Regions from separate parts of the Sus scrofa genome. Here all the other regions are linked to region 4. Evidence: chromatin contacts called from public Hi-C and HiChIP or PLAC-seq data. All regions are on one chromosome and are shown on one strand. Each heading gives the region's core, a stretch centred on a gene start, on an enhancer-like site or on the middle of the called end of the contact. The rest is flanking DNA. Distances are from core to core; before and after follow the strand shown.

What was found. Hi-C and Micro-C count contacts between places; a contact is called where the count stands out from the background. HiChIP or PLAC-seq counts read pairs in DNA pulled down with a chosen protein or histone mark.
Region 1: a Hi-C map of liver shows a contact between it and region 4, with 2.1 times the contacts expected there. The contact joins two enhancer-like sites. A contact is called at or near these places in 5 of 47 Hi-C or Micro-C datasets (embryonic fibroblasts, epiblast stem cells, fetal heart ventricle and 2 more) and 2 of 2 datasets of contacts at active chromatin or transcription factors (alveolar macrophages and skeletal muscle).
Region 2: a Hi-C map of liver shows a contact between it and region 4, with 7 times the contacts expected there. The contact joins two enhancer-like sites. A contact is called at or near these places in 5 of 47 Hi-C or Micro-C datasets (embryonic fibroblasts, liver and skeletal muscle) and 1 of 2 datasets of contacts at active chromatin or transcription factors (alveolar macrophages).
Region 3: a contact with region 4 is called in an H3K27ac HiChIP or PLAC-seq map of alveolar macrophages. The contact joins two enhancer-like sites. A contact is called at or near these places in 1 of 47 Hi-C or Micro-C datasets (embryonic fibroblasts) and 1 of 2 datasets of contacts at active chromatin or transcription factors (alveolar macrophages).
Region 5: a contact with region 4 is called in an H3K27ac HiChIP or PLAC-seq map of skeletal muscle, with 6 times the contacts expected there. The contact joins two enhancer-like sites. A contact is called at or near these places in 5 of 47 Hi-C or Micro-C datasets (embryonic fibroblasts, heart right ventricle, liver and 2 more) and 2 of 2 datasets of contacts at active chromatin or transcription factors (alveolar macrophages and skeletal muscle).
Region 6: a contact with region 4 is called in an H3K27ac HiChIP or PLAC-seq map of alveolar macrophages. The contact joins two enhancer-like sites. A contact is called at or near these places in 2 of 2 datasets of contacts at active chromatin or transcription factors (alveolar macrophages and skeletal muscle).

What each region holds. Positions count from the first base shown.
Region 1 is chr16:46,063,540-46,067,660 of Sscrofa11.1, forward strand. No RefSeq gene overlaps it. Among named protein-coding and RNA genes, the nearest start is that of PIK3R1, 370 kb to the right of the region's middle. Within about 2 kb of position 1,457, at least 5 of the 83 cell types and tissues checked have an H3K27ac peak or open chromatin away from gene starts, as enhancers often do. A contact at or near this core is called in alveolar macrophages and liver, where this site is marked.
Region 2 is chr16:46,106,224-46,110,279 of Sscrofa11.1, forward strand. No RefSeq gene overlaps it. Among named protein-coding and RNA genes, the nearest start is that of PIK3R1, 330 kb to the right of the region's middle. Within about 2 kb of position 1,343, at least 7 of the 83 cell types and tissues checked have an H3K27ac peak or open chromatin away from gene starts, as enhancers often do. A contact at or near this core is called in liver, where this site is marked.
Region 3 is chr16:45,963,224-45,967,594 of Sscrofa11.1, forward strand. No RefSeq gene overlaps it. Among named protein-coding and RNA genes, the nearest start is that of CD180, 380 kb to the left of the region's middle. Within about 2 kb of position 1,913, at least 1 of the 83 cell types and tissues checked has an H3K27ac peak or open chromatin away from gene starts, as enhancers often do. A contact at or near this core is called in alveolar macrophages, where this site is marked.
Region 4 is chr16:45,619,253-45,623,772 of Sscrofa11.1, forward strand. No RefSeq gene overlaps it. Among named protein-coding and RNA genes, the nearest start is that of CD180, 33 kb to the left of the region's middle. Within about 2 kb of position 3,144, at least 38 of the 83 cell types and tissues checked have an H3K27ac peak or open chromatin away from gene starts, as enhancers often do. A contact at or near this core is called in alveolar macrophages, liver, skeletal muscle and 1 more, where this site is marked.
Region 5 is chr16:45,999,883-46,004,429 of Sscrofa11.1, forward strand. No RefSeq gene overlaps it. Among named protein-coding and RNA genes, the nearest start is that of CD180, 410 kb to the left of the region's middle. Within about 2 kb of position 1,354, at least 16 of the 83 cell types and tissues checked have an H3K27ac peak or open chromatin away from gene starts, as enhancers often do. A contact at or near this core is called in alveolar macrophages, skeletal muscle and subcutaneous adipose tissue, where this site is marked.
Region 6 is chr16:46,079,471-46,083,967 of Sscrofa11.1, forward strand. No RefSeq gene overlaps it. Among named protein-coding and RNA genes, the nearest start is that of PIK3R1, 350 kb to the right of the region's middle. Within about 2 kb of position 2,006, at least 3 of the 83 cell types and tissues checked have an H3K27ac peak or open chromatin away from gene starts, as enhancers often do. A contact at or near this core is called in alveolar macrophages, where this site is marked.

The DNA of each region.
Region 1 (4,121 bases), core at 207-2,706, 440 kb after region 4:
AACCTGAATTCATTTTCTCAGAATATAAAAGGCACTTGATCAGGACCAAGGCATTACAAAAGAAATAGGGTTTCTATTTGCAAGGAACTTGCAGTCTAGAGATGAAGGAAGCACAAAAATTTGCATATATATACATATTCTTCAGTGTATATAAGTAGTCTTTGATAGATTTCTGTATCATTTCTATTAATTAGGAATATTATACACACACATTATAAAACATTAATGGGTGTATGTATATATATGCACACAACACAACAAACTCAGCAACAATAAATTTTATGTGATGAGCATATATCACTTCTATATTTGAAAACTACTTGGTTAATAATATGAATGCTTAATATGTATTTAATAAGCACATAATAAGGTTTTTAGGTTATGTGTAGTCTTTTATATATGTGGATCTTGTGATGGGGAATATGCACAAGTGGTACAAAGCAAGTGCCACGGATCTCAAAGGGATAGATTTTTCTGTTAGAGGACTGGGGACTCAGGAAAGTTCCTGTTATCGATACATAAGGTGGCCATTTGAGCAGTATACTATAATCAAGACTATAATCTCTTCTCTTGATATCAAGATGATGACCTATCTGCCCTCTGGGAGTCCTTTTATATCACTCATTAGTAGGAGCTAATTGAAAACATCCCAAGTTTATGAGGTTTCGTAGCTCCCACCCTTCCAGAAAATACTGTTTTGGGTATCTAGCTTTGTACTCTTTTAAGGAAAGTGCTGCTTTCAGCTTTAGGGGGTTTGAAAATAAAATGTCTGATAATAAATCATCAGAGCATTTCCAAATCATGAGAGTGGTGACAGTGGCCTTAGGATTCCTGTCTAGATTAGTTTATTTTCCCCTAGAATAAACATTGAAACCAAATGTGAGTTTTGCAATAGAGGCAACCTTGTGTACAGGAAATAGCATGGAATTTGAAATCTGAAGACCTGGTTTGAGTCACATCTCCCCCTCTGCCTAATGGAGTGGTGGAGAACAAGCCAGTTAACTATATTTTCCCCATATCATTCACTCATTCAGTCAACCAATATTTACTGCCCACCCTGCCACGGTGGGCACTAGAAATCAGTAAAGAGGAAAGAAAAATCCAATGCCTCTATAGATCCTATACCTTTGTTGCAGATGTAGCAACGACATCAAAATGACTAAAGATTTACATAATTTTAAGGTAGTTAAAAGTGCCTGCATAGAAATTAGATGTAGTAGGGGAACAGAATGTGTAGGGATGGGCGGGAGTGGATTGGAGGAGGAAGTTGATGAGCTGGTCTGGGAAAGACTTTCTGAAGTTGTGACATTCAGGCAAAAACTGAATCTAAGGGCGTTAATGCTTCAGGATGGGAACCCTGAAATGGGAAATACAGTTGCAAAGGCCAGGGTTGAGGAAAGAACATCAGGTCCAGGGGAGCTAGAGTGGGTGAGAAAAACAGGGAACTGAAGGAGATGAAGTCAAAGTGGTTGCATTGACCTTATCACCAGAGCCGTCTCAGAGAGGAACAGTGAACGAGGACAGTCACAGGGTACCCACTGACTCATTCTGCAAGTGTTAGAAGCTAGCAAGGAAATGGAGCCCTGGTGTCCTTCTCATTGTTCATAGCCACCTGCCTTGACCAAGTATCTGTGTTTGGGCAGAAGAGAATTTGGCAGTTGACATTTTCCTTGGGAGAACTTGACAGCACCAGCCAATTTGGGGTTCAGAGGCAGTTACATTGTGTTCTATACAAGGTATTCATTTCTTGAGAAAAATCCATTTTAGTTAGTAGCTGGCCAGGACAGACCAACAGCTTGTCCCTTCATGCAGTAAGCACTTGGTGCACAAGTGTGCACTTTTGCTCTTCACCCTTGGACTGTCACATACAAGAGCAACTCTCTGATAACACAAGAAAACTGGAGGGAACCTTTCATATGCATGGCATGGTTTAAAGAAAGTTCTATTTCTAAATATATGTAGTAGTGCACGGACAACACATCATTTTACCTTTACTGTGCCCCTTCCTTCTGGGCTCAACTGCATATCTTGCATCTGATGTCATCTCTCATCTGCTTAACATTTGGAGAGGTATGATCACTAGAGAATGGTGTGGGAAACCAGGCTCAGACATAATCGCCCTTTCCCACAGACAAAAAGGGAGTAAGACTCAGTCAGTTTAGCCTTTGACAGCATAATGCAGGGTTGTCAGACTGGCCTCTCTTCCCAGATCATCACCTCCCTCCTGCTACTCTGCTATTAGCGTTGACCTCGTTGCTCTTTCTGCTGTCACTGCTCCTCTGCCTACCTCCTCCTGCTGTCCCAGATCACACTCTACTTTCCTGGGGCCAATTCTCTGCCCAGAAGTGTGGGAAGAGGAGGGAGAGGCTGCGGTGCTCATTTTCCAGGGCTACAGTCGTCTCAGTGTCTTGGTGTGGAAATACCTGCCCATCCACTGGCCTCCAGGCACCACGGTCCAAGAACACAGACGCTTTCATAAGCATCGGGCTTGCAGAGTGCATGTGAAACCTACGCAAGTTCAAATGGGCTTGAAAGGTTTTCAAATATGCTTTCCCATCGCTAATCTGCACATTCATCTGCACATCTGGCTTGGAAAATCTCAAGCCACAAGATCAGCTCTTCTTAGGGTGACTGGTTTGCCACTGTAATAAAGCCAAATGCGAACATGGGAGAAGTGGCTGTGAGAGGCAACTCCCATCCCACTGACTGCCCTCTAGACAGGAGATCTTCATTATGATGATTTTTTTTTTTGAGTTTCTGTCACTTAGACAACATTTAAAGTGGTATCTTAATAAATTGGGAGATGAAATGTCAGTCACCATCCCTCAATATTTCAAGCACACACTGCTTTGTACATGTAACTGATCATAAAAGGAAGCCAACCTCTCCATTAGCCACTCATCTAGGCAAAGCCTTGGTGTTGAGCCAGAACTTAAGAGTACCAACTCAATCTTCTATGTCCCACTGATCTTCCTGGATTGGAAATGGATGGCTATCCCAAAGTGCACTACTAGGTGTTGGTTGCTAATTGGAAGAGTCATCAGAAATCTTCCTTGAAACAGTGATTGGGTAAGTCATTTGGATATTGCTTTCAGCTCTGTTTTTTTGTACTGAGAGTTGATGTGTTGGTTTCCCAAGAGCTAGCTTTTAAATACACTTGCTCTTGTTTTCATCATGAACATAATCAGATTTGTTTCTGCTTTGGAAAACTCTACCACCTGAATCTGCAGTTGTTTTATACAGGTGAAATCTGATCAAACAATTCGTAGGGGTAAAATTAAAGATCCAGAGATGGTTGGTTTGCTTCCTGGAGGACAGGAGCAGAATGGTCCATATTTCAGGCTACCAGCAAGGGTCTTCCTATGTGTTTGATGATTATATAAGTCTCTAGGAATTTTTTTTTTATGTCAACAGCTTGTGGCTACTTTCTTCTCTCACTCTCATTCTTCCACTATGTTATTACTTTCCTGAAATTTCAGTCCCTTGGTCAATGGTAGGACCACCAGGAGTACAAGTTCTGACTTTATAGGTATAGAATCTTCCAACCCATGCATCTTTAGACTTGAACTCTTCCCCCTGCTCAAGTCATTCCAACAGTCATTTACCAAAAGTCAGCTTATATTAGCAGTGGGACTATAAATAAAAGATTTTAGACCTAGGTACATTTTGGTCCCTACCTTAGTGGGTGTTCAAGTCTAGAAGAAGAGACAAATACTTACAAGATACTTTTAATAATTTCAATATAACAAGTTAAACAGTGAACTAGAAATTTGCATCCTGTGCCATGAGGATTCAGAGAAGAATCCTACAGCTCAGCTTGGGTTTCAGGGAAGATTTCTCATGACAGATTATAAATAAATTGGGTGTTGAAGAATAGGTAACTTTAAGATAAGTGGGACAAGTGTTCCAGATGGAGGGACAAGTGTAAGCAAAGACAGAGAGTGATAAAATGGCACAGGATCTACAGGGAATAATAAACAGTTGATATTATTTAAGCATTGAGTGTGAGTCAAGAAGTAATGAATAATGATATTGTAGAGGTTAGTGGATAAGTGCCAGACACCAAGGGTCTTGTGGGCTAGGCAAAAGAACCTGAATTCTACAGGTGATGCGTAGTCCTT
Region 2 (4,056 bases), core at 93-2,592, 490 kb after region 4:
CCCTTCTTTGGTCTCTTTCCCAGTCTGTAGTCACTTCCTGGCTCCAGTCACCTCTAGGATCCTGTCCCCTATTTCCCTCAACCCCCAGCAATGCCCTGTCCAGACCCTATCCTGAAGCAAAGTAAGAAAACCTTAAGATAAGTTAAATGTGGCACTACCACCTGAAGCCTTTTCTTTCTTTTTTTTTTTTTTTTTTTTTTTTTTTTTTTTAGTTTTCTACAGCATTTGAATGTACATTTAAGAGCTTTATTAGATGGTAACTTTTCCCTTTCTATGGGCTCCTGCCAGTACTTTGAGCAACTAGAAGGAAGTTCACTACCAAGTTTGTGTGGTGAATTTGGGGATAGGTGGGAGAAGAAGAAACGTTGAGTCTCATAAGGTGTGATTTAATTTTAAAAATGCTTACGCTGCTTTTTATAAGACTATCCATTTAACTAGATTTCTTTCTTGCTGACAAAAGAGGCAATTTCTGTGTATAAAATAAATCTTATTAAAACTCCTTCTCTGTTTCTGTCAAGGTGAAGGATACAGACCCCAGGAACAGCACACATTTGGATTCCTAGTGTGTGCAAATGATTGTTTATGGGATGCCGGGTGCCAAGACCCACAGAAAGCTCTTGTGCTGGCCTATAAAAGTAGAAGGAATGGAAAGCTTTTCCTGAGGCATAAAAAGTTTATTTTATTTCTTATTCTCTTTCACAGTGGTAGCTATTACTTCGTAATTTTCTCGACATTTTGTGGCAGCCAAAAATGACAGAAATAATATCCCTTGCTTACAATGTTTAGTTCCAATTCATTTTGTTTAGCTCAAGTTGCCTCATATGATAAAGGCAGCAGCTGCTAGACTTTGTGCAGAGGTCTAAACCAGAGCGAGTTCCTTTGAGTGAGTCCTTAAACAGAAAGGCAGAGCAAGTTGCCTTTCCTTTCCTTTTTCCTGGCAGGATTTTGAGAACGCAGAGAATAGCGAGAATGAATACAGCTTTAGTAATTATCATTGAAGTCTTTTTCAGTGTCCAACTGAGTAAACAACCTCTTTCAAGCCAGTCAAGCACCATTTCACATAATTGTATCTGCGTGATGCTATCTACACAGCAGGCACTCATGAGTCATAGACACAAGTCAAGGTAGGTTAGGGTATGGGACCTGCGATAACCAAGTGTCTGAGAATGGAGGCAGTCTCCCAGATCTGGGACAGGCATGAGAAGTCACCAGGAGCCAGGGACCGTTAAGTCAATGGCTTAATCAAAACATGGAGTCAGAAATCCAGGCAGGACCCAGAGGTCTGGGCATGTGCCAATGCCGGTTGCCAAGAGAAGTGGTGGCCTTGAAACCAGGGGCACAAATGTCAATAGATAAGATTGCTAACTACCTAGTAAATGATCCTGAATCTGGAGGCGGACAGTAATCAATAGATAGTGGACAACAAATGCAACATGAGAAGGAGGTAGACTTTCATAGGCTGCTTCTGTTGAACAAGAAGCAGTAGCCTTGTGCGGCTTGCCTACAGCCTTCAGATGCAAATAAGCTAATGAGAGCACTGATGTGGGATATAGCTTTGCATGGAGAAATGCCTTCCTGAAAATGTTAGGCATTCATTCATGCCCTCTTTATTTAAAGAACTTAGAGAGTAAATTATGGAGAAGTCCAAACACTGAAATATTATGATTTGCTCTGAATATGACTATTTTTTCAAGTGAGAAAGCAGAGACCCAGATAAATGCACTGACTCCCAAGGAAGCAGAGTCAGGAACAGAATATATGGCTTGGAATATACAGAACACTCCATTGTCTGGCACCATTTAAGACTTGAGTCAGCTAGGTTGATTCCATTAACTGATTATCCTTTAGGGTCTATGTCTAAAGGATCCACCTCTGGTCAGAAGGTTTTCAGGTTATCTATGAAATGTTTCTTTTTCATTTGGTGGAAACCAGAATGGAAAATCTGGATTGTTAACACTTTCATTCCTATCGATCCAAGCACCCTTTGGGGTACTCAAAGCCTACAGGAGTCTGGCCATAGAGAGTCTGAGAGTTGTGCTCAAGACAGCTTGAGCTCCAGATGTCTTGGGCACTCCAGTGTTACAGAAAATGGTAGAAAGTGTCTCAGACACAGTCTGTGCTATCTGGACAACAGATTGAATAACAGATAAAGTTTCATAAGTGGGTACTGCGATTATAAGCTTTCAAGATATAGGCAGTTATAAGCAGCTGAAGAGGTATAGAGATAATTTGGGGGTCATATTGAGTAATAAAATAATATTAATAGTGATGATGATGTGATAAGGAGGATTATGAGAGTGGCAGTTCTGATGAGATGAAGAGGAAACATGCAGTGTCTATGGGTAAAGAAGCTAACATGTATTTTTGGCATAGGAATGGTTGACCCCAGAAGGGCAGGACAAGGTCTACCTTTTTCCTTACTTCATGCTTAGTGTCTTGCTCTGTACCTGGCCCTGCATGGAAGTGCTGTTATTAATATTATAGAATTGAATGCACTGATGGCCGTAACTCATGACCATGCCAGAGATGATATGTGATTGGTGTGAATTTTGTCCCACTGGGTGAAAAAGTCTGGAGCACAGCCTTGAGATAAGCTGTGGTTTGGCACTCGTCATCCCTACCTCATTTATTTTTTGAGGCAGGCAGTTTTGCCTCATTGATTTTCACTGCTCATCAAGTTCCATTAGCCTGTTCATTAGTGACAGCTTCATTCCCTTCCCACACATTCTCTCTCCAGAATGATGTGTCTTTGTGTCATTAGCACTGACCGTGATTGTGGGCATCAGCGGAACGTGGCATTACCAGAAGGGCCTGCCTGCTGCATGTAGCACCCTTCTCTGTCACATCGATACCCACAGGAAACAGCAACTTCAATAACAAAGGACTAAGAGCATAGGGTTGTCACATTGACATTAGAGTTCCAGTCTGTGTGTCTCTCTCTCACACACACACTTTTTTTCTGGAATAGCACTTCTGCATTACTTCAGGTACTTCTAGCCACTTACCTAAATATGAACACAGTACCATAACCCCAAACCTGTTCTTGCTCTTGAATCCATTTTCCCACTGGAACCACTCTTGACCCTGCAGCCAAATTAAAGGCATAGACTCATCTTTGACCCTTTGCTTTGCTCCGCCTCACATCTGACCAGGCACCAAGGTCTAACCACACTTTCAGAAAAGCAGTTCTGGGACTCTCCTCTTCTCCCCTTGGCCACAGCCACCACTCTACTCTAGCTCCCTATTATATTTCACCTGGACTTAACCTCAGCTGCTTCTCTGGGCTCCAGACATTTCTATCCTTCTAACTCCTCTTCTCCAGGGAACAGTGAGGATGTGCAGTGTCTGTGAAAGATTCAGGGAAGACAGTCTCCTGGCATGGAAGAGAGGGATAATAGCAATCATTTATTGAGCATGTTCACTGAGTAGTCTCTTTATATCAGACACTGACATTAATATTTACATGACTTTCTTTAATCCTCATGGAAACCTAAATGTAGGTACTCTAATTTACAAGTAAGAGACTCAGGGCATTTTAAGTGATATGCAGATCACATACTTGAAAATGGCAGGACTGGGACTGGAACCCTGGTTTACCTGACTCCAAAGTCCATGCCATTTTCATGACAGCATCCTGCCTTCCTAGTTGCCTAGGTTCAGAATCACCTGGACGGCTTGTTAAAACACAGATTGTGGGGCTCCATCCTCAGAGTTTCTGAATCAGTAGTTCTGGGATAAGTTTGATAATTGAGAATTTGCATTTCTAATGGATTCCAGGTGATGTTGATGCTGCTGATCAGTGCCCACACTTGGAGAGTCATTCCTCCAAGCGGCATTTGTTTGGAGCACTTTTTTCCTTAGGAACAGCGCGCATGGTTCAAAACTCAGTTGTCAGACTGGTTTCAAGTCTTGGAATCATGTCTTTGCCTATGGGCTACAGGATTTAATGTTCTTAAAGAGATCACTTCTCCTATAAAATGGGATGTTTTAGGATTGAAAATCATGTATATAAAGCAATTGGCATGGAGTTGAACTCCATAAATACTAGCTGTTTAC
Region 3 (4,371 bases), core at 663-3,162, 340 kb after region 4:
CAAGGTTAAGTAAACTCACCAGGACTCATCACCACATCTTCTAGACCAGAACCACATCTTCTAAATCCCAAGTATTATTTCCAGGACACCTCACTATTTCCAGCATCCTAGTACTCATAAAAAGCTGTATGTGATAAGTAGTGAATATACAATATTGTGCTAAAGAGTGAGGGTAGGCACACTTTTTCGGAAAGGTCCAAATAGTAATTCTGGCTTTTTTGTGGGGTCTCTGTTGCAACTGCTCTACTCTGTCATTGCACTGTCAAAGAAGAAATAGACCATACATCAGTAAATGGGTGTGGCTGTGTGCCAGGAATACTTTATATGCAAAAACATGATGCAGCAGTCCAGACTTGTTCCAGAATTTGTCTGTCACTCCTATAGAGGATCATAGGAGGACAGGCTCCGTCCTTCTTGGCAGTGGTGTAGTGGTAAATATTTAACAACCAGAACTTTGTAATGGGAGGGAGGAAGCCTGATTTGTAGTGGTGGCCCATTTCTTTGATGTAAATACTAACCCCATGGCTGATTTCAAGCTACCCACATGAAGTCACTGAATGAGGAGTTAGGAAGAGGTGTGCAGAGGCCAGCCCTAGCACGTCCCTTCTTGAGAGTATCATTGAAGACTTGTGGACTCTGGGTGGAATATCAATAGTTGAAGAGAGAATGCGGATGGAGGAGAAAGAGTAACAGGCACATCCTAAAAGTGGGCAAGTGCCAAACCATGTTCTGGGAATAATGGCCAACTCAGTGGGGGTTGAGCACGGGGTGTGAGGGGGGATAAAGGTAGGTGGGTGAGCTGTCACACCAGGTATAAAGTGTGGACAGCCAAGGATCTTGGGGTTTGTTTAGGAGGCCCCTGAGGCTTCTGAAGTTTTTTAACCCGAGGACAGTTAAGAGGCTATGTTTTAAGATGTCTCTAGAAAATGTATTTCAGATGTCTTAATCTGAAATTGGCTCAAGAGAAATTGAAAGAATGGAGACCTATTGAAAGAGCCATGGTTGAGATACAAACGAAGCCAATTAGAGGTGATATATCAATCCAGTTTGGTCAGCAAAGTAAGAGGAAATAGAATAATTTCTGAATGTAGTGCAGATCTTGTACATTCTTTGTCCTACTTTCTTTCCTTTCCTCCAACCCCTTTTTTATTTCTGTCCATCATAGATTAGCTGAAGTCTGGGGGATTTCAAATGGGGAGTGCATCATAATCATCTGGAAGTCTTTTAAAGGTGGGCCTTGTGACTTGAACCTACATCTTCTGAATTACAAGTGTCATTATTTCCATGACATCTCATTGCATCCTAATATTCATAAAAAGCAGCACGTGATAAATAGTGAATTGTGGGTAGAAGAACAATGGCCTCTAGAGCAGGGGCCCCATAAGTTCTGCTTTAGCGGATCTGGGGAGAGGCCTGAAAATGTACATTACTAACAAGTTCCCAGGTGATTCTGAGACTGCTGGCCTTGCAGCCACAGTTTGAGAACCACTGTCCTGGCAAATGCTGTGACTTTTTTCAATATAGATATTTCTCAGTCACCTCAAACCTAAGTGGTGGGTACTGAACTCATTATTCACCCCCATACCTGCCACATTCCCCTGTATTTCCTCACTGTAGGAACTGACTGCACATTTCCCTTAGTTATTGTTTTAATAGTATAAAGTTTCCCAGTCTTTCTCTTCCCTTCTCTTCCACTTCTCTTGCTAGTTAAAACATCAAGCCCTCTTGCTTCTGTTTTCTAAGTCTGTCTTCAGTCTATCTGCCATCCTTTATCCCACTGCTGCCACTGTGGTTCAGGCACCCTCCTCTGGTGTTTCATAAGTACCTTCTGTGTGGAGTCCTACATCCCTACTTGTCCTTCTCCAACACTCTCCACACTGTGTGCAAAGTGATCTTATGAAACGTATCTGATTGTGTCATTCCTCAGCTTAAAGTACTTGTTTTCACTTGCCCTTGGGTAAAGCTTCAAGTGTGTAACATGTTCCTAGATGGCACGAATGGTTTGATTCTTCAGACCACACCCCTCACTGTCTATGCTCCCATCACACTGATACCCTGTCAGTTTTTTGAGCCCATCATTTCTCTGGCAGCCAGGCCTTCGGTATATAGCCTAGAACATTCTTTTTCTTCACACTTGGCTTGTACAACCCCTAGTCATCTTTCAGATTTCAGTGTAGGTGTCCCTTCCTCAAGGAAGTGTTGAGTTTCCCCCTAGATGAGATTATATGGGCTCGCTCTTCTTGCCCTTGGCAAGTATGCTTCTCTTTTTAATACCTCCTTCAGAGTGGGGTTGTTTAAGTGTGTGGATTCCCAACCAGAGGCCAAGCTCTCTCAAGAGAAAGCATATGTCTTGTACACTATCCTATCTCTCATTTGTAGTACTGTGCCCAGGGCATAAGCAGAACTCAATCCTGTTGAGCTGTAGTCCTTCCTTCACTACTTCCTCCCTCTTCTTCGTTCCCTCTCCTGAGCACTGCAGAAAACATGAGTAATTTCTTACCCAGTATTTATTTCCCACCCTACTTTGCTAACAGAGCCCTGATTTTGTGAAAGTTTATGTCTATAATGTGTTCAGAGATTGTGGGACCCTTTCGGAGCAGTGAGTTATTTTTATTTCCAATACTGATAAAGAATTTAAAAAAAAGAGGTTAAAAACAAGATAACTATTGATTCTCCAGTATGAAAGAAACACATTCATTCATCTATCTATCTGATAAGTAATGAAATGGTGTCCTAGGCAATGGGTACCTAGTGGCGAGTAAAGTAGGTAGGGTTCCTTTCCACATGAACAAGTAGGAGATGCCCAGAGTATGTATGTGAGGGGTGGGGGTTGAGAGTAGACAGTGGTGTTCCAGACGGAATGTCATGTGTAAAAACCTGGATTTGACAGTCCACATGACTTGGAGGAACTGTTCTTGCTTGGCCAGAGCAGAGAATGTGATGGGAAATGGTGAGATATGTGCCTAAAGTCTATGTAGAGACAGATGTAAAAGGTTTTGTTGGTCATATTAAGAGATTTATCCTAAGAATAGTGGGCATTTCTGGATGGATTAGAACCATGGAAGAGCATTTTAGCAGGAGCCACACCACCTGGATGTTGTATGGAGCTTAAACTTGAAGTGTGAGAGAGGAAGTAGTGAAAGTAGAGGAAGTCGTGGAATGTCATTAATCCTGTTGTTCCTGATTTTTCTCCCATCACGGATCACATGAAAAAAAAAGTTGATATTTTTCTACATCTTGGTTAAACCAAAGGGAATTCAAATCCCCTGATTAGGTTTCCAGCTGTTGGAGGGGACAGGCCTGGGGACTCGTTCCCCCAAGCTAGTAGACGGCTCCAAGGGCTAAAGAGAATCAAGACTGTAGACATTTTGGCATATCTGTAAGCCCTTTTCTGCACATCTGCTGCAAATCTCTGATTTAGTCCTATCTCTAGTGCCTACATCCTCTCTTGTAAGAACATCAATGTGACATGCAGATGAGCTGGGTGATAAGGAAGGCCTTTAGCTAAACTACCAGAACCTCCCTCTTTTAGCATCCTACTGCCCATCTCTCTGCGTCTGCTTCTCTCCTATGGCCTCTAGATAGTTGTGGCTTCTAGAGAGCTTTTTCTATCTCCTTTCCACTCAACACAGCCAACCCTCTCTGCACAGTCATTCCCCCTGGACAGTGAGTACAGCTGCCATAAAGCCAGTTAGATAACCACACCGGTGGCAAGAAGGTCATTCATGTGAAATTATACTGGTGGGGTTTTCTGACAGGAACACACTGAAAGGACTGAGGTGGAAGAGGAGAGAGGAAGTGGGAGGAAGTAGCAGGGACACCCGCAGAGCCCTGACCTAAGCTTGCTGCTGGCTCAGTCCTTAGCCAGGTGGATTCAGATGGTGCTTAATTTGCATAAAGAAGGAGTTAGGCTTTGTTGGAGCCTGCAGAGCCTCCAGGCTGGACCTCCATATTAAACAACGCTTTGTAGTTAAAAAGTTTGTTGCATCAAACGGCTACACGGAGAGCTTTAACAAGTATTTGGTAATTAGATTTCAGAACATGCCTAGGAAGCAAGGAGTGCAGGATGGTGGATGTGCCTCCAGAGAGCCGGCTGCTCTGTTTCTGTGTTTCACACACAGCATCTGAGAGGAGATGAAGGTTCAGTAAAAGTGTCCATGAAAGTAAATAACACATCTGAAAAGATGTAAGGACATCACTGGGGTGAGCAGGTGAGTGGATGGATGGGTGCTTCACTCAATTCTATAGAGCAGTGGATCTCCAGTTTTGTGACGTCAGATGTATCTCTTTCAAATGTTTTATGTAGCAGGGCTCTAATTAATACTGGCATTCTCACTGGTAGGTTAGAACCAGGCCTGTCGATCTTTAAAT
Region 4 (4,520 bases), core at 1,894-4,393:
GATCCCGCGTTGCTGTGGCTCTGGCATAGGCCGGGGGCTACAGCTCCGATTAGACCCCTAGCCTGGGAACCTCCATATGCCGCGGGAGCGGCCCAAAGAAAAAGCAGAAAGACAAAAAAAAAAAAAAAAAAAAGAAATGGGTCATAGATCTGGCCACCCAACATCAATATCAGCTATTTTGAATGGTCTGGCAAGGGAGAAATGAAGTGCTTCCTCATTCTGAGCTTCGCATGTTTGTTGATCCTTTAAATCTTTCGTTTGTCTCTGTGTCTGTCCCTTCATGTTTAGTTTCACATTTTTGCCTTCTTCTTCCTCCATTGATATGACCCTGCCTCTTGTATTTGGCACACAGATTCATTTAGGGAACCTTAGAATTGCTATTTTGCCAAATTTAAGTTTAGAAATGCAGTTTCATTTATTAGATGCCTGTTGTTTGTGATCTCAACAAAAACCTAAATGACTGATTTTATTTTCAACAATGTGGGAAAAACCTATACTTTTGGATTGAGTCCTGGCAGCAGTCTTCCTGAATTACCACATTGCTTCACAGAGGTAAAGGGCTAGGGAAATGACCAGTGGTTTAAATTATTTCTAGGCCTGCATTGCAAAGTGCTGTGAACATAAAATAATGAATAACAGACATACAGTCTCACAAAAGTCTCTGCTTTGATGAAACTTTGCAAAGGTTTTCATTTAGTCCTGTGTTAAATTTAGTTATAATGTTCTTTACATTTACAGAAAAATATGTTATTGTATATTCTTTGAATTGAAATGTTTTACGGAGCTGAATTATTTTAATCTTGGGATCATCAAGATATACAAACTTTAATTTACCCCGAAATTCTTTTGAGATGATATAAACTCCCTTCCAAGAAGTTACTGGAGTTATCTTTTTTAAAAGCAAATTGAATAACTCCCCTTTTTTTTTTTTTTAAACAATCTTTCCATGTTCTTTTTTTGTTAATAGGAAGGAGTTCAAGGTACTTAGGATGGGATCCAGGGTATCATGGTCTGGGCTCAGCTCCCTCTTCATGGGTGGCTATTTCCCCACACATTGTCTCTGTTTTAAACTTCCTAAAGCCCTTGTATTTTCCTGCACACATCCTGACTTCTCCAACTTCCATGACTCTGCATAGGTGATTTATTATTCCATCCTGCTTTACTTCCTGGAAAACTCCTATTGGTCCTTTGAAACCTCTCAGGTGTCACCCTCTTTCTAAAGCCTTCCTTTATGTTGACCTCCATTCCTTGCTTCCCATCCAACAGAGTAGGGAGAATCTGGGTTCACATATTAACTGGTAGTGTTGATCTGAATTCACTAACACGGTTTATTTACAGAATAGTATCCTTCTATTAAATGGGATTCTCCTTGAACACAGGGGCAGTGTCTTCATCTCCTTCTTCCAGGGTCCTAGCATGAGACAGGGGCTCATCTGATGTTGGGTGACGGAGCACTGTCATCAGGCTAACCTAATTGATGGTGTATTTGGAGAATGGGCTAGTAAAATTTAAGCATTACACGCTGTATGGGTCACTTCCTGCTCCCTTCCTTATATCTTCTTCGCCTTTTGACTCCAGCCATTGCTGTGACAGCTTTGTGCAGTTGTGACCCATCAGGTCTTTGCCTTAACTGCACCGCATACCTCTTGCTTTCTGACACCCAGGCTGCTGCTTGCAGTGACCAGGTTAACCACCTTGCTCCATGCATACACTGGGGCAATAATGGGAGTTGGGGGATAAGTACTCCTCCACCCCATATTATTCAGAAAGATGTTGGGGCCTCATTCTACAAGGCAATTCAGAGCATCAGGGGGGAAGGAGCTGCAGTTGCCCATCCCAGTGACTAGTTCAATGAAGGGGCCTTGGATTGGCTTGCCCTCTTTCTCTGTTTAAATCTTCCTAGTCCTCTACTTCTGTTCCTTGGAATCACTTCCCAAAATTATTGATCTTGTCTCAGGCTCTACTTTTGGGAAGAACCTAGACAAAGACGGAAACCTTCATTTACAACCAGCTTCTCTAAGTTATGTTCTTCTCAGACCAAGAGATGTTTGGAAAATGGTTGCAAGTCTCATAAAGTAACCACTAAGTAAAGATAGTATAGGATACAAGGGCATAGGATAGCATCCACCATATAAATGTGCTATAAAGTGTGAAATGTTTTGTGAACCAGGCATTTTTACTCCTCAGTCAGGAGACATACTCAGACAATTGCTCAGTTTTGTAAAAACTCTTCTCCATAATTCTACAGCTGTGTCTTAGGTAGTAACCGAATAGTGATGTTTTGATCATAGTTTTACAGATGGTGAGGCCCTAGACACAGCAGCTTTCACTGAGCAAGTGATGAGGCCCTAGAAGATGTATGTCTTTCCCATGGAAGGTTAGTGCAGGGAGCCTGGATGTGAAACACTATGCTTATACTATTGGGCTGGATGGTTTGCTCTGATGTGTGTGAGTGTGGGTGTGTGGGTGTGTGCATGTGTGTTTGTTTCTTTTTTAAGCACAAGGTATCGATTCCAATCTAACGATTTTAAATATCACAATCCTTGGATTACAAACAGAAAAAAATGACATTTTTTTGGAAAATGGAAAACATTGGGCAGTAAAATTGGCATCTGAAACCCTGTACTTTGCCAAATGCTTAAATCACAGAGTTTTTGTATCTTTTGCAGCTAGAAGAGACATTTAAGATCACTCAGAGCTGGAGAGCCAAATGTTTTCTAACAGAACCAGGGCTAGAACCCAGACCTTGGGAGTCCCCTTCTCATGGTCCTTCTGATAGACCACACTGCCTTTGTTTGATGATCCTTCATTTAAACCAGTGGTTGGCCAACTTTTTCCATAAAGGGCCAGATGATAAATAATTTAGGCTTTGCAGGCCAGTGGTTACTGTCCCAGCTACTCGACTCTGACTTTTTTTTATGTGAAAGCAGCAATAGGGGAACTTACATAAATGAGCATGGCTGTGTTCCAATAAAGCTTTATGTAGAAACACCAGCACTAGGCTTGATTTGTCCTCTGTTTTATACTATTGGAGTCATGGTGATTTTTGCTTAAAGGTCACCAAAATGCTACTGGGTCCTAGAGAGTTAAAGCCGCCACCCAGCTTGGTGGCGAGCCAGGCTGTTGCATCACAGTCCACACATGATTGGGCTTCCTTCCAGGTCTGTGTATGATCAGACTCTGAGCCAGCAGCCAAGAGAGTGAGCCCGGCATCCATAGCACTCCTGTTTCCAGAAGGAATCACAAATTCCCTTCCTGTGCAGATAAAGGAACAATTGTACCAGAGGAGAACTTACTGGAAAGTAATACAGGGTCACCAGGAAGGAAAAGGAATTCACTCCTCGGTCATAGTCCTTAGTCTGGTTAGGAGTCGCTCAGACCTGGAAAGGCCAGCAGAGTTGCATGTCTGAATTTGGCAGGCCTCCAGGACTCCTCACTCAGAGGATAATACATTGGGCTTTGATGATTTCTGTGGCCCACTCAGAGCTTCCTTTGGTTGCTCCAAGTTGCCGCTTCCCTCTCACAGCCAGGTATCTAATTCTCTCCACTGTTTTACTCCCCTCCCATTTATCATCTGCCAGTGCTAAGCCTTTTTTCTGCTGTTAATCACAATCTCCAATAGGCAAAGATTGTCTTTTCTCGGTTTCGTCTTCCACTTGACACCTTAACTTTTGAGTCCCAGTTCTGAAGCCCTGTAAGACAAATGTCTTTCCATAGAAGAAGCTTGGCTTAAACCCTATGTTTATGCCTATGAAGTGGATGTTCGTTCCAGTACATGTGTATTAATGTGTGTGCCTGTGTGTATGTATGTGTGTGTATCTGATGACCTTTAAATCAGGAGGTCACCTTCCCTTTGGACCTCTCTGCCCAGGGAAGGTCCTTTACCGCCTCAGTACTCTAAGTTAGACTCACAAGTGGATATTCTCTGGCCAACATTCTCATGTTTTTACTCCTTCCCTCTCATTTTTCACCATGTGAATCCACAAAATAGTCTTTTTCATAATTGAAAGAATTAAAGACTTTTAAAGGCTGAATGATGTTTCCAATGGATTTAATGATGTAATCCTCAAAAGAGTATATGAATTACCTGTTTGTTTTTTTCTTTTGTCTCTCTCTTTTTTTTTTTTAATTTTTTTAATTTTCCCACTGTACAGCAAGGGGGTCTGGTTATCCTTACATGTATACATTACAATTACATTTTTTCCCCTACCCTTTGTTCTGTTGCAACATGAGTATCTAGACAAAGTTCTCAATGCTATTCAGCAGGATCTCCTTGTAAATCTATTCTAAGTTATGTCTGATAAGCCCAAGCTCCCGATCCCTCCCACTCCCTCCCCCTCCCATCAGGCAGCCACAAGTCTCTTCTCCAAGTCCAAGATACCATCTCACACCAGTCAGAATGGCCATCATTAATAAATCCACAAATAACAAGAGCTGGAGGGGCTGTGGAGAAAAGGGAACCCTCCTGCACTGTTGGTGGGAATGGAAACTGGTACAGCCACTATGGAGAACAGTTTGGA
Region 5 (4,547 bases), core at 104-2,603, 380 kb after region 4:
ATTTAAACAGCTTCATTGGAAAAAAGGTCCCTGTGTTGTTTAGGATCATTTGATCACTTGTCTGGGCTCTGCAAAGATGGGTAGGACTTGTCTTACCCATCTTTACATTCCAGGGCCCAGCAAAGAGCCTGGCACACAGGAAGCAACCAGGCGGGGTTTGAGCACCAGGCTGAAGGCTCTGTGATGATTAATTTGGGCTATAGCATCACCAGCTTAGCTCTGCTTTTTAATGCAGTGAATAGACTAGACATCAGCTGTCAGGAGGAAACATGGGAACTTTTCAGTTTTTAGTTCTCAATCCAAGCCACTTACCTGGACAATGAGACAAAAGATCCCTCCAGCCTGTGCTCCTCCCATCATTTCTCCTGTCTTTCTGATCCCTTTTTCAGAAAGATCTTTTTTTTTAGGAGCCTGAGCCAGAGCTACAAGTCCTATTTGCCTCAATAGAGAAAATAATTTTAAAACAAGGATGTTGATTCATCTTCAGCTTTGAATCCTGAATATCAGTGCTAACTTAAACCTTCCCCATGCATAAGAGTGGCATTGACTGAGACTGGTGAGAAGGTGGCAATACCACCAGCTTGGAAAGGAGCCTCACTGGGTTGCAGTCTCTACCCTGTAAGGTAATATAGGCTGAATGTATTGACCATCTCATGTAGAGATCACTTTACACACATTATTCTCTTTAATCCTCAGTGGAAGATCCCCATTCTTATTCTCATTTTCCAAAGAAGAATGTTGGAACAGAGAAGTGAATTGACTTGCCCAAGGTCAAAGAAAGTAAGTGGCAGATCTGGGATGAAACACAGCAATTGGACTTCAGAACCTATGATTTTAATTGGATGATCTTTGGCAAGTGAATGATCCTCTTAGTTCCTCTGTTTCCTCATTGGTAAAATGAATAGAGAAAGAACTAGTTCCTTAGATGGTTAGGAAAAGTCCCTAAGATCATGCATGAATAGCACCTGACACTGAGTAGGCATGTAAAATATGTTAGTTCCTTCTCTTCCCTTGAATAACCTGAGATGGAAGAGTGTCACCTCTTGAGCAACCCTTTAGAAATATAAAGCTAAAATTAATCCAGACCATGCCAGAGCCAACGACAATAAAGCTGATTTGTTCAGACTTATTATTTAGTTTCAATAAAAGACCTGTCTCCAGTTTCCTGGGCAGACCCACAGAGCCAACCCAAACTGAAAACACACGCAGCCATTGCAAACTCATTGTTGAAACATGACAGACACTTCAGGAACCAGGAAATTCCTTATTGAAATGACTTGCTTCTTAGCCAAAGCAGTGATGGTTAAACAATACAGCCGTGCAGCTGTGGCCTTCAGGGCGCACAGTGGGGCTTCACACTCCTGGGGCGAATGGAAACACAGGGACACGCTTGCCAGCTGGCACTGTCGCTCCAGGGACAAGATATGCATGGCTTCGCCTTCCAAGTCGAGAGCAATTGCTGGCAGTACACTGTGAGCATGTCAAGTTAAGGGAATATTTTTTTAAAGGCCCATCACTGTTTTTCTTTCTTTAAATGGTAGCCACCAAAAAGTTATGCAAACACTTCAGCTGTGGAATATTTAATCTGACATTTGGCGTGGCTCCCTTGTTGATCCAAGACGTGAAGTATGCAGTATATGCCTTGCAGTTGTTTCATTGCTCACTTAAAAAAAGATAAACCAGATACAACATTTTAATTTTACTTCTCCTCAGTTTTAACTGGGTTGCTACCAGGATCTGTTTCTGATTCCCAAGAAATAGGATAACAATTATGAATTGCAGCCCATAAGAGGAATAGCTCATTTAACAGGTTGGTGGATTTAATCCTTTAAAAAATTTTTTTTGGGTCCTGCTAAAAGCTTTAGGAATCCCTGTGGTTTTCTCCAGGGTTTGACAGTTCTTTTCCTCCAGTCTGGTGTTACAGGGCTTCACATGCTCTCATGGAAACATTGCCAGAACTGTCCTCTGGTTGTCTTTGTCATTGGGTTTTTAGCATGAGGAGAACACTAACCCTGCCCATTCACGTGGGACATGCATCCTAGCTGCATCGGAACTTGTATCAGTGGAAGCTTACTCACCCAGCTCCTCCTTCTTTAACTGTCCCACAGATAGATGTGTTTTCCTAAAAGAGGAAATTCCCTTTGAATATCGGTCACATGGCTTCTGGTCAAGGAGAACAGAAGACCATTGCCACTGCTCTGGAAATACAGGGATCCTAAAAAGCCTAGTTAGTGGGCAGTTCACATTTTGTACCATGTGGAGGGAAGGATGCAGGACTGGCCAACATTCCAAAGGGAAGGAGAACCTTTCCAAACGTTCCTCTGCTGAAGCGTTAGAACAGTTGTTAGTGTAAACAAACATAATTCCTCAAGTCCCATCCTTCCCGCAGGTGGGCCAATAGGTTAAAAAACACTAGAAGACATGGTAAAGGGTAGTCTCTTCCATCATTCTCCTCCGCTTGCATGCTCATTGTTATAACAACACTGACTTAAACATCAGGGCACTCTCACTTGGCTCCAGGCAATGGCATCATTCTGCTTCAGAGAAATGCTGAAACAGTGCTCATCTTATACAGAGTGATAGGTTGAGGAGAGAAAAGAATCAAATGGCAATGCTTAAAAAAGTAAACTGGAGACAGACGACCCTGGATGTTTCCTTGGTTCTGATTCAAGTTCTCAAGTCCCGATCCAAATAAAAATATATCTTTATTTCCAGTGGAAAATTCAAAGAACACAAACCTGAGTCTTAAAAGCCATGTCTCAGTTTTATGGTTTTAGAGCTTGAAGGATTCAATTAGGTGAGAAGGAAGCTTCTCAACCTCAAAAAATCTGAGCCCAGAGATGAAATATGCTTACAGGCAGGGAAATGCTAAAAGAATGGGCCTTTTTAGCAGGTATAAAACAGAATTATATGTTCTGATTATCAATTTGGATTAAAAATATCTGCATGTAAGTACTATTAATGGGATTTTTCAAAGATTGTGGGATAACAGGCAATTTTAACTTTCTCTTTACATTTTTTTCTCTCTTTCCTCCCCTTCTTCCCTCTCTCTCTCTTTTATAGTTTTTGACATTGAATCTTTGTTTGTTATGTAAATGGAAAAATGGCAATTAAAAATGCATTCTGTCAAAATAGTAATAATAAAATCTAAAAGACAGATGTCTTTCTCACCTTTACATAGTCTCAGAATTTTGTTATTTACAGACGACTCATGTAGAAACTCTCTTTTATTATAAGTAATAAAGGAGTAATTTGACCAGGATCTATTGGATGGATTGTTGTGTTTCTGGGGAGCCATGGCAAAATAATCAGAATTTATCCTTGAAGAGAGAAAGCATTCCTTTGATAGCTATTATATTTTGAAAAATGCATTTTTTCTCTGAGGATCTAGTAGTGTACCTTTGCTGGAAGTATGCTAGTGAGTCCTGAAATGAGGTCAGTCTGCTTGTTCTCATTGCAGTGAGATGTTCCAGGTCAGGAAAGTTTCCAGAAACCCTTCTAACAGAGGGCAAGATTCTCAAGCTCTTGGTCCACTTTTGTTTTTCAAGCTTTATTCACATGAGGAAGAATTAATATCATGTTCTTATAATACATCAATTATAATTAAAATTAGAGATATACTCAACTCCATAAGCCAAGAATATTTCCTAGAAATTACTTCCTGAAGTTTTCTCAAAGTGTTTTCAGTGGTGAAGTGTCTTCAAGGAGGATGGTAGGGCATTTCTCAGCAAATAATTGGCAAGCAGTGCAGGGCGTTGCAAGTTCCCTTTGGTTTCTGAAAAGGTAACTTACTGTGGACGTTGAGTAACTCTTTAGGGTTTAGGACATGGAGCCATGAAGACGTACACGCTGAGCCCCGTTGACTGGGGGTAGTTTCTGGAATCTCTGCTGAGAGGGAGTGGGAGGAGCCGGCTCAGTGCGGATGCTCAGACCTGATGAGTAATATCTGCCCTGTGTCTCGGGGCAGCAGTGTTGGTGGCACAGTTGGCTTTAAATTGTCTATCCTGTTCTAGTATTTGACTAAATGAGTTTCTAGTGATTCACGTAGTGTTTTCCCACAACATTTAGTTGGACAATATCTTGGCATACCCTAAGGGCTACTGAATCTATTCCTTTCTTCCTGCTTGTTTGACTGCTTTTGTTCATGCCAGGAGCTTCAACAGACCCCTTGTTCGTAATTGCACACCTGAAGCTCTTTGTTTCATGGAGTCTGAGAACAGGAAAGCAGCTTAGGGACCTGTAATATTACCCCCTTATTTTACAGATTGAGAAGCTACTGGGGAGATAAAATGACTCACCCAAGGTCACACAACTAATTAAGTTCAAGGGCAAGACTAGACCCATATCACCGTACTCCTCATCCAGTGTTACTACTCCATAGACTTTTTCGCCAGACCATGATCAAAAACTCTTGTAAGAGATTTAATAATTAAAATAGATGATGCCCTTCCAGAAGGACACACTGCAGAGCATTCCCACAGCTTCTATGTTCTTTTCTTTTTTTTATGATGCCCTCAATTCATATTTGATCTTAAAAGAAAGTGAAA
Region 6 (4,497 bases), core at 756-3,255, 460 kb after region 4:
TTACAGAAGTTGTAACCCAAGATAATGGTAGCAAATAGTGTTATTTTAGCCTATTTTACAGGATCCCAGCCTCTGAGTTCAAGAAGTAAGCCAGGCTCCCACCTTACATCAGGCAGTATTAGTTCCTGTTATCCCATAAGCATCAACATCTTTCATTGCCTCTGCCAGTTTCCAGACCTAGAGCCCTAAAGGCCTCCAGCCCAGTGTCTCTTAACTTCAGTCTCCCCTTCCACTCTATAATTTATATTCCTCTTCTGGTCCATGAAAATTTCCAATTTTTAAATGATATCTACTTTAATTTTTTTTCTCTTTTTAAAATCTATAACAGAGGATGTATATTTAGAATATTTCGAGCCTCTAAAATTGTGAATTTACAGTATTATCCTAACTAGAAATGTGAATTTATCATTATTTTCTGTCTTCATTAAATAACACCACAGATGAAACAAGTAAAAATCAAAGCAGAGAGAAAAGATGAAGGTCATGTAAGCAACGTAAAGCCCAATATCTTAGGTACTTTTATTCTGTCTCTACTCTAGGAATAGCTGAAGTAGACATGAACTGCATAGCATTCTTTATATTAATTATGGAATTATATAATTTGTGTGTCATACTGAATGCCTGGGAGAGCTCAGTGACATAATGAGAGTTCATGTCTAACTGGTTCTTCCCCAGGGAAATACTTTGGTACTAAGTACTTTCTTACATTGCAAATGCTTTTAATCCTTATATTGTAGTTATGGATTTTCTATTTCTAAGCTCTGTCTGTTACAAATTATATAAACAAAGTAGGGAAAATGGCAAAGACTGAATAAATTCTCTAGGTACTGACAGACTTGATTTTTGATATAAGAGCTACTGATCATTGTACAACTATAAATGTAATAAATTCACTGAGTAATAAAAAAATTTAAAAAGAGGTACTGAATATTCAGATTTCTTCTCGATTTCTTCTAAAGTCAATGGAAAACTAGTACTGTGTGTTTTGATTAATAGGTAAATAAGGTCCTGTTTTTTTAAGCAATTCATGAATGGGGTTTAAAAAAATCATACATTAGAAAAGCTTATAAATTAAAAAGTAGTTCTGTTCCCATCCCAGACAGCTAGTCCTTGCTTTGGAGGCCATCTTTCCCGCCCACACACACACATAATAATGGTATCTGTATTTCTGTTCTTGCTTTTCCACTTAATATATTTTGAAATTTGTTTTAAATATCAACATATATAGATTGACATTCTTTTCAATAGATGCAGGGCATATTGTGTTTTATGGAGGTACTATAATTTTCTTAACCTGTCACTTATTTATAGGAATTTAGGGTATTTTTAGACTTTTGCTACTACAAACCATTGTGCAATGAATTTCTTTGTAGATACAATTTTGCTCACAATGCAAATTTATTGAGAAATGCTGAGCCAAACTGCCTTCTATTGTGGTTATCTTGAAATACAATTTTTATTTAAAAACAAATGCACTATTCTCCTAAACTGAAAACACTTCACATTAAGCAATGTTGCTTAAATCTACCAGCGATTCTATATCCATTTTTTTCAGATATGTAGCCAACCATTTTTTTTGCAGGTGGGCATTTTATAATTGATAGTTAAGCATTTTTACAAACAGCTTATTTAAAAAAATAAAATATTAGCCAAACATACATATCTTGATTGTACATTTTTTGGGAAATTATCATAAATTAATCCTACTCAGGATTAACCTTCAGAATATATTTGCCCCATAGTTTTGTGTTTAGCTAATCCCTGGCCACATCCAGTTTTATGTTTACATATTTTAGAATTTCCAGTAGTACAAGAGTTACTTGACAAAAATATTTTCTCCTTTTGAGACGATTCAGAATGGCTGTATTGCCCACAACCCTCTTTGGGGAGAGTGAGGATCATAGGGGGAGCCCTTCCCCACACAACCCCTGTCATCCTGCCTCAGCCATTTTTATGGAAGATGAGCACCAACCTCAAGCCTGGGTGGAGTGAGCCAGTGGCCCGTGAAGCCTTCTGAATCAGCACCTCCACCAACAGCAGTGTCCTAAATCAGGGCCTTACTTAGGAAGGGAGTCATCAGGAGTGGCAGGATCTCTCAAAACAAAGTGGATGGTAAGCCTCCCAGCACTAAAAGAGAGAGCAAAAGATGCCTTCTGCTAAGGGATAGTCCAGGTTATAAAGTTCCTGGGGATGTGACATCTGAATTACTCTTCAGTTCCTGTGGCCTGGCTAGACAGCTCTTAAAGCTGTGTCCTGTTCTCCCCTAATGCTCTCAATAAGGAAAGTAACTTAAACAACCATGTTCCTTGCAACTGAAAGAAACTGACTCAACACCCTTAGCAAATAGAAAAGGAGGAAGACATTTAGTCATTCAGCAAATGGCATTTGAATGCCAGTCACATGCAAAGTATTAGGGAGGCACCCACGATTAAGATAGAACAAGGTGTCTGTTCTCATGGAACTTACAGACCTGTGAGGTGGAAAAAAATGAGTAAGACAGATAGCAGATGGTGCTAAGGGCTATGCAGAAAAGTAGAAGGTGGCCTTGGGACAATGGCTGGGTGAATATTTGGGATTGGGGAGTCAGGTAAATCTCTATGCAGAGGTGTCACCTAAGCTGAGACCCAAGTGGCAAGAGCAATCCATTTGAGAAATAAGAGAAGAGACACCAGTTAACAGAAAAGCTCTAAGGTGGTAATGTGTATATTGGAGAAACAGGATGACAGTGTGGTAAGGGAGAAGCTTCTGTATTGGGGAGGCAGGCTGGGACTAGGTCACACTGGGCTTTGCCTGGCCCAGGAAGGATGTTTTAATTAGATGAGAAGCTATTTGTAACATAGAAACAGGGGCTGATGTGGTATGATTTATGTTTTCAAAAGCTCACTTTGTAGCGCACTGGCAGAGGGGAGGGTGTGGTAGTACTGAAAGCAGGTAGATCAGTTACGAAGCTGCTACAGTAATCCAGTACAAAATGATGGCATCATAGGGAAGAGTAGTTGCAGGATAGGTGCAGAGCATTGGGGATCTAGGATATGCTTCATAGGGAGAATCCTTAAGACCTGTTGATGGATTAGCTGGCTGAGCATAAATAAGAAGAATGAGGGAAACATTAAACTCTAAATTTTCCTGGAAAATTTAAACCAAAGAATGTCACTTTTCTTTTCATTGAATCACTAAGTCCTATTGAGAAACAGGTAGCAAATATATTGAGCAATAATAGGCTCCAAGACTTGGCTTTCTAAATCACCGTGGGAAGATTTGATTGTATTGAGTGTTCTAGTTTAGAGAACACTTTATCATATGCCAGGTATCTGGAAATTTCTGTTCCATGTGCCTTGTATCCCACTGACACTGATATGGTAGAAGTGAACTGCAAACAGAATGGGTTCCTGAAGGTCTAGGAGAATCTAGGGCATTTCCATAACTAAGATAAAGTTCCTGTAACAGCTTATACTTCTTCACATTGTGCTGTATGGTGTAGTTGTGTACGGCTTCTTCTCCATGTCCTATGAGACCAACATGAAGACAAAGCTCAAATGCATTTTTCTCACCACACTTACATGGTTTTGGTGGTGCTGAATGGGTTAGCGAAAGAATCAATGAGTAAAAGAGTCAGTCAATCCTAAGGATCTGGCCCTTGGTTAGTTCTCTCTTGAAACACACAGTTTCTCTAACTTCAACCCATTTTCTTGCTTAGTCCCAGCTTTGGTTTTTGTCCCAAAGAATTTTTCTGACTGTTGGTTCTACATCTGGCCTATGCATATTTCAACCCTAATCTGAGCGTCGTCTTTATTACTCAACTCTTTTCTGACTACATTAGACATCTGCATAGGATGGACATCCACATAGGATGTTTGTGAAAACCTTCTATTAAGATAGGAGAAGGTTGGAGTTCTTGATGTGGTGCAGTAGGTTAAGAATCCAACTACAGCATCTTGGGTCACTGCAGAGGTAAAGGTTTGATTCCTGGCCTGGTGCAGTGGATTAAAGGATTCTTCATTGCTGGAGCTACAGCACAGGTTGTAGTTACAGCTTGGATTCGGCCCTCAGCCTGGGAACCTCCATATGTTTTGGGTACATCCATTAAAAAAAATAAAGAAAGAAGACAGAAGGTTTACTCTCAGAATTCTTTAGAGTAGATATTCTAGGTTCTATTATCATTAATATATGAGGATGGAGGAATGTACCACTCCACTTATGATGCTGGTCAAGGCTCTACAATATCTCCTTTTAGCTTCAAAGTGAATCTGAAGCCATTACAGTCTGTCTATTTTGGGACCTAGATAACACATTTTGAAGTGCTTCCCGCAGAGCAATTCAGAGAAGAGTACAATGTATCATTTAAGTACAAAATATTGACTATTTCCATAATGAAAAAGTACAGAGAGTTCCACGTATGTTTATCCTTTTATTGCAAATTGCCACAACCTGGTCAAAAAATTCTCCCTGTGGTGGCAGGATATCTGCCAGTAAATGAGTCTGTTGAAAGGGCCACAC